Linked DNA regions of Mustela erminea: region 1 is linked to region 2. The links are chromatin contacts, called in public Hi-C maps. All regions are on one chromosome and are shown on one strand. The core of a region is the stretch at or near the end of the contact, and the rest is flanking DNA. Distances in the headings are between cores, read along the strand shown. Region 1 has its middle 27 kb from the start of SMIM14. Region 2 overlaps LIAS (lipoyl synthase, mitochondrial).

Evidence for each region. A called contact is a pair of places that touch in the nucleus more often than the background predicts.
Region 1: a contact with region 2 is called in a Hi-C map of fibroblasts, with 5 times the contacts expected there. The contact joins two enhancer-like sites. A contact is called at or near these places in 3 of 3 Hi-C or Micro-C datasets (fibroblasts, skeletal muscle and spleen).

Annotation. Positions count from the first base shown.
Region 1 is chr2:130,401,017-130,404,994 of mMusErm1.Pri, forward strand. No RefSeq gene overlaps it. Among named protein-coding and RNA genes, the nearest start is that of SMIM14, 27 kb to the left of the region's middle. Within about 2 kb of position 2,180, the one cell type or tissue checked has open chromatin away from gene starts, as enhancers often do. A contact at or near this core is called in fibroblasts, where this site is marked.
Region 2 is chr2:130,240,024-130,243,651 of mMusErm1.Pri, forward strand. LIAS (lipoyl synthase, mitochondrial) reads left to right here. Exons shown (of 8, transcript XM_032334117.1): 7 at 709-820; 8 at 3,357-3,604. The coding sequence ends at 3,412. Among named protein-coding and RNA genes, the nearest start is that of LIAS, 13 kb to the left of the region's middle. Within about 2 kb of position 2,013, the one cell type or tissue checked has open chromatin away from gene starts, as enhancers often do. A contact at or near this core is called in fibroblasts, where this site is marked.

The DNA.
Region 1 (3,978 bases), core at 930-3,429, 160 kb after region 2:
TGACACAAGAAAAGAACACACAGTCCTTGGCTCAGATAAATAGTTCTCCACCCAAATACTGGAAATCACATAAGGAAAAACTGCCATTAAATTCTGGATGACTCTGTCCACCAATTACTTGGAAGAGTAAATAGATCATCAGGGACAGTCTAAAATAAAACCTGATGGTTGTTAGCTAGCAGTAGTTGAACATTTTAGAGATGCTGGTTCTTGTGCTATGTGTTAAGTATAGTATGTAACTTACAGTAATGCCATAGATAACATTATTATTACCTCTTCACAGATAAGGAAACTGAGGACCATAAAGCACTCCAGTTTTTGAACATGGGGCCCCTGTTTAATGACCTGTGCAGACAGGCTATATGCAGCAATAGAGAAAGACTATCTGAAAGGACCAGAAGTGGTTATTTCAAATGAAGAATTCATAAGAATTTATTCTAGCTCTTCTTCTGTACATCATGCATAACTTATACAAATCATAGCACCAATTAAATTTCCACTTTTATAAAGAATGTTCTTTTACTCCTCATTCATTCATCCCTTTCTTCTTCTTCTTCTTCCTCTTCATCATCAACATCATCATCACTCAGTATTAACTGTAAACTGTGCATTGCCCTAATATACTAAACCTTAATCAAAGAATCACCCAAGGGATACCTGGGTGGCTCAATTGGTTAAGGGTCTGTCTTCCGCTCAGGTCATAATCCCAGGGTCCTGGGATCAAGTCCTGCATCAGGCTCCCTGCTCAAGCAGGAAGCCTGCTTCTCCCATTGTTTGTGCTCTCTCTTTCTCTCTCTCAAATAAATAAATAAATTAATTAATAAGATAAAAATAATAAAAACTTAAAAAAAAAAGAATCAACCAATAAAAAATCCTTACCTTCTGCTTCCTGGTATGCAGAGGATTTTAACAGATCCCCACACCCCTTCAGTAAAGCCAAACAATCCCTCCTACTAAGAAGATGCTGCACAACACAGAATGATGTAAAATAAAAATAAGCAGGGGTGCCTGGATGGCTCAGTCAGTTGGATGTCTGCCTTTGGTCAGGTCACGATCCCAGGGTCCTGGGATCGAGCCTGGCATCGGGCTCCCTGCTCTGCGGGGAGCCTGCTTCTCCCTCTGCCTCCACCTGCCACTCTCCCTGCTTGTGCTCTCTTGGTCAAATAAAAAAATAAAATCTTTAAAAATAATAAAAACAAAGAAAAGTAAAAGTATGTAAAATAGAGACTGAGCTGTCTGGTATAGAGGTGATTCTTTGATTTTCTCTTTCTTATATTAAAAAATGTGCACATTTAAACTCCTATTCTGTGAGGAAGAAAGTAACAAGAGAACCACTCAATTGACATTATATAAGGTAGACTTTCTCAAACACAACAGAGAGGCGTCTAATACTTTTAACTGAAATTTTATATTTGGACCAGTTTTGTTGTATTAATAGTAAAAATGCTTCAAACAACATTTCTAAAGCCACCAGTGTACTCAGGAGGTACCTCCAGTGGTTTTACTAGCACAAAATTAGCTTTTAGTTTATAACTTTTTTTGTTAAGTATGACACCAACACTTGAGTTTAAGTAAGATCACAGTTCTTCAAGTGTTCTTGCTTTTGGTTCTACTCTTGCATATACATTTATACAATGTGCTTTATTAGTCAAATTTCCCATCCTAATCAAGCAACAGATTATTACTGTTTGCCATTTGTAAGACTTTGATGGACATTGCGAGAGAGAAAAGAAATAGATGACAGGGATTTGTCTATGAAGAACTACACTGAGTGGGAGAGAAAAACAAACGAAAAGGGAATTCCTTTGGAAACATTCATTCCATGCCTACAGGGAGACTCTGTTACCACCCTGGTTCCACAAATACCTGCCTCTCTGGCCACCCATCACTTTCTTCTGCTGGCTCCCATCACTCAGCATTGACCCTTTAACGTAATTCTTCCTCAGTGTTCTCTTGTTCTTCTCCCTACACACGGTCACCCTCAATGACCTCAATTCTTCCAAGTCTTCAAATGAACGTCAATGCAAATGACTCCCCAATCTGTAATTCTTTGTGCTGTGGAATCACATTTCCAACTGCCTGCGGGATTCATTCCAGAGGACTTTGTGGTTATCTCTTCTACGCGTAATACCCTCCAGGTCCAGAGACAGGCTTCACAGGGCTAAGAATCTTGTCCAGCCTCCTTGCTAGTTACTGGTTTAAATGAGCACAAAGCATTCTTTTTGGTCTCAGGGCCTGAGTCACTGCTGGGTTTGAGATTCAATCTAGGCATTGGCAAGTGAATAAACAGAGAGTGCCACATGGAGAGATAGCCTCTTTTTTCTCCAATATAGTGTAACAGAGGAAAACTTTTTTTTCTTTCTTTCTAGGTTCTTTGGCTTGTCTAATACTGAAATTGACATGAGACAGATGAGCAGGAGAAAAATTTAATTTCATACTTATGGGCTCATAAAAATATGAGACTCGAAGAGATGACCAAAGCAGAGAGTTTTTATACCTTTTAGGCAAAGACACAATAAATCCGTGAAGAACTGACAAGACAAAGAAGTTTGGGCCTGAAGTAGAAAGCTCATGAAGTAACTAGGTTTGCTTATATAGCCTTTTCAGCCCTGAATTTCTTCTCTCTGGCAATAAGGATGCTTTCTACCCTCCAGGTGCAAGGAGGGCACGCTTCACATGGGGGATTTATTTTCTGTCTTCAGGGGGACAGAGGAGGAGAGTGTCTTTTTGGTAGTGACTATTCCTTATGTAATTTTATTTTATTTATTTATTTTTAAAGATTTTATTTATTCACTTGACAGAGATCACAAATAGGCAGAGAGGCAGGCAGAGAGAGAGAGGGAAGCAGGCTCCCTGTGGAGCAGAGAGCCAGATGTGGGGCTCCATCCCAGGACCCTGGGATCATGACCTGAGCCAAAGGCAGAGGCTTTAACCCACTGAGCCACCCAGGCGCCCCCTGTTCCTTAAGTAATTTTAATTCAAAAGAATCAAAATCCCAAAGACGCATATTTGGGGCACCCTGCCCCAAAGGCTATCAGATATCTTGTGCAGATATGAGGCCAGAAAAGTTCAAGAACCTTAAAAAGCAGCCTAAGGAAAAAGCTGACACAAGGAAGAGAACAGAGCAAGAGAAGGGAAATGGAACTGGAGGTATTTTAGGTTAGCCCTAAAAGCCCGTCCCACCTCTGGATTTCTGATCGGCGGACCCAATACTTTCCTTATTATTCCAGTCCATTTGAGTAAGGGCTTATGTCCCTTGTTGCAAAAAGCATTCCGATGGACATACTCACCGTTGGTTAATGGACTTATGGACACAGTCACTTACACTAGAAATCAGAGTCACTGCAGATGCCTTCTTCTTTCACAATCACACTGTTCTGTGGTTTCTGCGTCCACAATCTATCTCATTTCAGCTCCTTCTTTTCATTACCTATTGTCACCCCCATAGCCATTACCTCTGTCCTACAACACTGCAACAGTTCCTAACTGGAGTCTCTCTACCTTTTTTTTTTTTAAAGATTTTATTTATTTATCTAACAGAGAGAGAGAGAGATCACAAGTACGTAGAGAGGCAGGCGGGGCGGGGGGTAGGGTGGGAGGAGGGCAGTAGGCTCCCCGCTGAGCAGAGAGCCCGATGTGGGGCTCCATCCCAGGAACCTGAGATCATGACCTGAGCTGAAGGCAGAGGCTTAACCCACTGAGCCACACAGGTGCCCCAATCCTTCCTCTTCTTTTGTTTCATTTGATGTGTTTCTTTTTGCTAGTAACTTTTTAGATAGAGTGAAAAAAATTTTTTTAAATAAAACATAGATTGATGCTATAACTTAGCAGAAATTCCAACAGATTTCCATGACCCATGACAGCGTTTCCTGAATGTGTTCCATAGAATAGTAGTCCCAGGAAAATATTAAAGAAAGGGTTTTGTAGGGGCGCCTGGGTGGCTCAGTGGGTTAAGCCGCTGCCTTCGGCTCAGGTCAT
Region 2 (3,628 bases), core at 763-3,262:
TCCATAGGCACAACTGAGAAACTGCTGACGTTCTAGTGTAACGTTCCATGTATATTTCCAAGTCCCGGTTCCCATTTGTCGGCATAAAGCCAGCAGATAATACTGGCACATTTTTGCTGCCCTGAAAATTGTGTGACTTAAGTGAATGTACAGAAAAAATTAAATAGTTGGGAAATTGCATTCTTTCACACATGGTCATCTCGTGATTGGTTTTAGAGTTATGTGAGAGCCAGAGGTGAAGTAAAAATAAAGAGTCTGTCTTCTTATTTCTGTATTGAACATTCATTCATTCAAGAAACTTGTAGACTAGTGACCGTGTGCCAGACACAGGGCTGAGCACAAGAGACAAGACAAGACCAGGAAGTCTGGTCCTCAAGAACCCGATAGGTGTGATTAATTCTTGATTATACCTGTTAGTCCACAAAGGGGGAATACAGATATATAATCTCTGTAGGTGATCTCATCTTTTACAACTTTCAGAATAGCTAATGTACTATGAAACTGATGTTTTCCCTCTGTAATCAAGTGCTGATAGGCCTAGTAACCAGCAGGCAGGTCATCTGTGAGGATGGAGAGGCAAAAGCCTCAAGGCAACTGGATAAATTACGAAGTGAAAACCATCCTGAATGCATGAGCGTAGATTTTCTACAGAATCACAATGCTTTAGGGAAATTCTAAAATCTATCTGAATGAATTCTCTAAATGTAGGTTGAAGAGTACATTACTCCTGAGAAGTTCAAATACTGGGAAAAAGTAGGAAATGAACTTGGATTTCATTATACTGCTAGTGGCCCTCTGGTGCGTTCTTCATATAAAGCAGGTAAGTTACACTGCGGGGGATAGTTTTATTCAGACCGTAAGTTTCCACGTTAATATTACAATAGCTGTGCTTGCCTTTTGAAGGAAGAATTGTTTTTTTGGAACATCTTAGGAACTTTGCTCCATAGAGGACTTGTTAAGGAAAAATTTCTCTTAAACCTGTTTTTTTTCCTTAAATAAAGAGTTCCCTCCCCCTTTCTAGCTCAGCCACTGTAATGAAAACAGGAGTAATTAGCTTATTCTTTGTGTGGCTTTCAGTAGTAGGTTATTCAGAAATGACAAATACCAGTGAAGTATATAACACCGTTTTCTGAAAAATGTGTATTCATTTGACAGCCGTGCCAGCTGCATCTCTAAATAAACTCCTAATTTCAGATCAGTTTAAATCCTGATGGGTGCTGCATACCCATTAATATCTTTATGGTTTTCTCCCAGAGGCGATAGGAAAAAATTTTAAGATTCTTTTCCATATAGAAATTTCGACTCTTTTTGCTAGCCACACTGCAGTTCTTCACTTTGTAATCTCAGCTCTTATTTTGATTAGGAGCTTGAGCTGACTTACAAAATGAAAAGCCTTTTCCAAGGGTTAAAAAGTCATGTGATCGTGGCCATCAAAAAGTCTATGAGGACATATCTGAAGCCCAAATTTAATCCAAAAAAATGTTTATAATGTTTTCCCTGTCAGTTGGATTTCACAATTATAATTTCTTGAAGAATAAGTGTTATTTTTTTGGATAGGTCTAAACTACGTGATTACCGTAAATGATCTTTTAGATGACTGTGTTACATATTGGGCTTAAATCACAGATATAGGGGCACCTGGATGGCTCATTGGGTTAAGACCTCTGCTTTCGGCTGAGGTCATGATCCCAAGGTCCTGGTACTGAGCCCTGCATCTGGCTATCTGCTCAGCAGGAAGCCTGCTTCCTCCTCTCTCTCTGCCTGCTTCTCTGCCTCCTTGTGATCTCTGTCTGTCAAATAAATAAATAAAATCTTTAAGAACAATCACAGATACATTTAAATTAGGCACACATTCTTTTGATAAAAACTAATGTTCATGTATGAGTGATATTCAGTGTGCTCCTGTAAAGAAATTCAAGACATTTCAATGAACTAACCACAGCTTATCCTAGTTATAAAACCCAAGACTTTGAATCAACACTGACTCACAGGATGTGGGGACTTTGGAAGCCAATAAAGTGATTTATTCTTCAAGCAAGAAGAATTCTGCCAGCAAGCTGAAAACCTTTGTAAAGGATAGAACTAACATCAGCTTCCGGAGTGGTTAGAGTAAAGTAAAATCATTTGAAAGGGGTTTTTATTTCTTTTTTTTTAAGGAAAATTTTTAACATTTATAAGAAAGTAAATTATGAACTTTTTAAAGTTACCAGTAAAAGATCGAATTCTACTATGTAGAGCATTAGACTCAGCTGATGGGTTAGGGTCTGAGAATGTTGGTTCTACTCCTGCCAGATTTAGATAGCGTGGCTAACTCTTCATTACTTGGCTGGGTTGTGAACCTTGGGATTTTTGGCGATTGGGTACAGATACGCTCATTGCAGTTATACTAGGATATTAAGATGACAAAGCAAAGTTCATCAGACTCCTCATAAAACCAGGCCTGCGGTGCTGGGCTCTGCCAATAAGCACTGAGCCGTGCGGGAACAGTGAGACACTAAATGGAACCCTAATGACCTGAGAAGGGAATGTGCCCCCTCTAAGCAGCTGTCTTAATGCACAGGCACACCGAGGGGGTGGGGAGCAGGCCCGTTGTAAATGAAGAGCTCCTGCCTCCCTAGAGGGGGATAAGCTAACGGGATTCCATCAGATGAGTCGGCTCAACTGCAATAAGGTCTGTTTTATAAACATCAGATCCAGGCTAATAACGTAGCAGAATTGCTCTCTGAAATGAATCGTGCCAACAGCAATGCTTTGTCAGAGACAAGGAATAGATAGTGCACGTAGAGTGGAATAAATGTTCAAAAGCAGACCCACAGACATAATAGGGTCATCTTTACAATATTGAGGTACTAGAAAGAGTAACAGAGACTAGTGATAAAAAAATTTTTGTAAGCAATGGGGGTAGAGTTTACTTTTTAAAAAAAAGAGAGGGAGAAAGAGATAAAGCAGGGCTCCTGGGTGCCTCAGTCATTGGGTATCTGCCTTCTGCTCGGGTCGTGATCTCAGGGCCCGGGATCAAGCCCCGCATTGGGCTTCCTGCCTGGCGAGAAGGCTGCTTCTCCCTCTGCCGATCACCCTGCTCGTGTTTCCTCTCTCACTGTGTCTCTCTCTGTCAAATAAATAAATAAAATCTTTAAAAAAAAAAAAAGAAAGATAAAGCTAACGGGGTGCCTGGCTGGCTCATTTGGTGGAGTCTGTGCCTCTTAATCTCAGGGTCACGAGTTCAAGCCCCACAGTGGGCGTAGAGCTTAACATTAAAAAAAAAAAAAAATGGCTAAAAAGAAGGGAAACATGGAAGTATAATTCTGAAATTTACATTAAATTGATATTAATGTATTTTCATTTTTCCTTAATAGGTGAATTTTTCCTGAAAAATCTCGTGGCCAAAAGAAAAAAGTCCTCTCAAGTATAACAAGACCTTCAAGATCACAGAAATTTTTAATATCTGATTCCAGTTGGTAAGAGAAGTGGTACCAAAATGCCTGACTTCAGTGGACATACCTCAGTCTCATTGTTTTAAGAAACACGTTGAGGGGCGCCTGGGTGGCTCAGTCGTTAAGCCTCTGCCTTCGGCTCAGGTCATGATCCCAGGGTCCTGGGATGGAGCCCCACATCAGGCTCCCAGCTC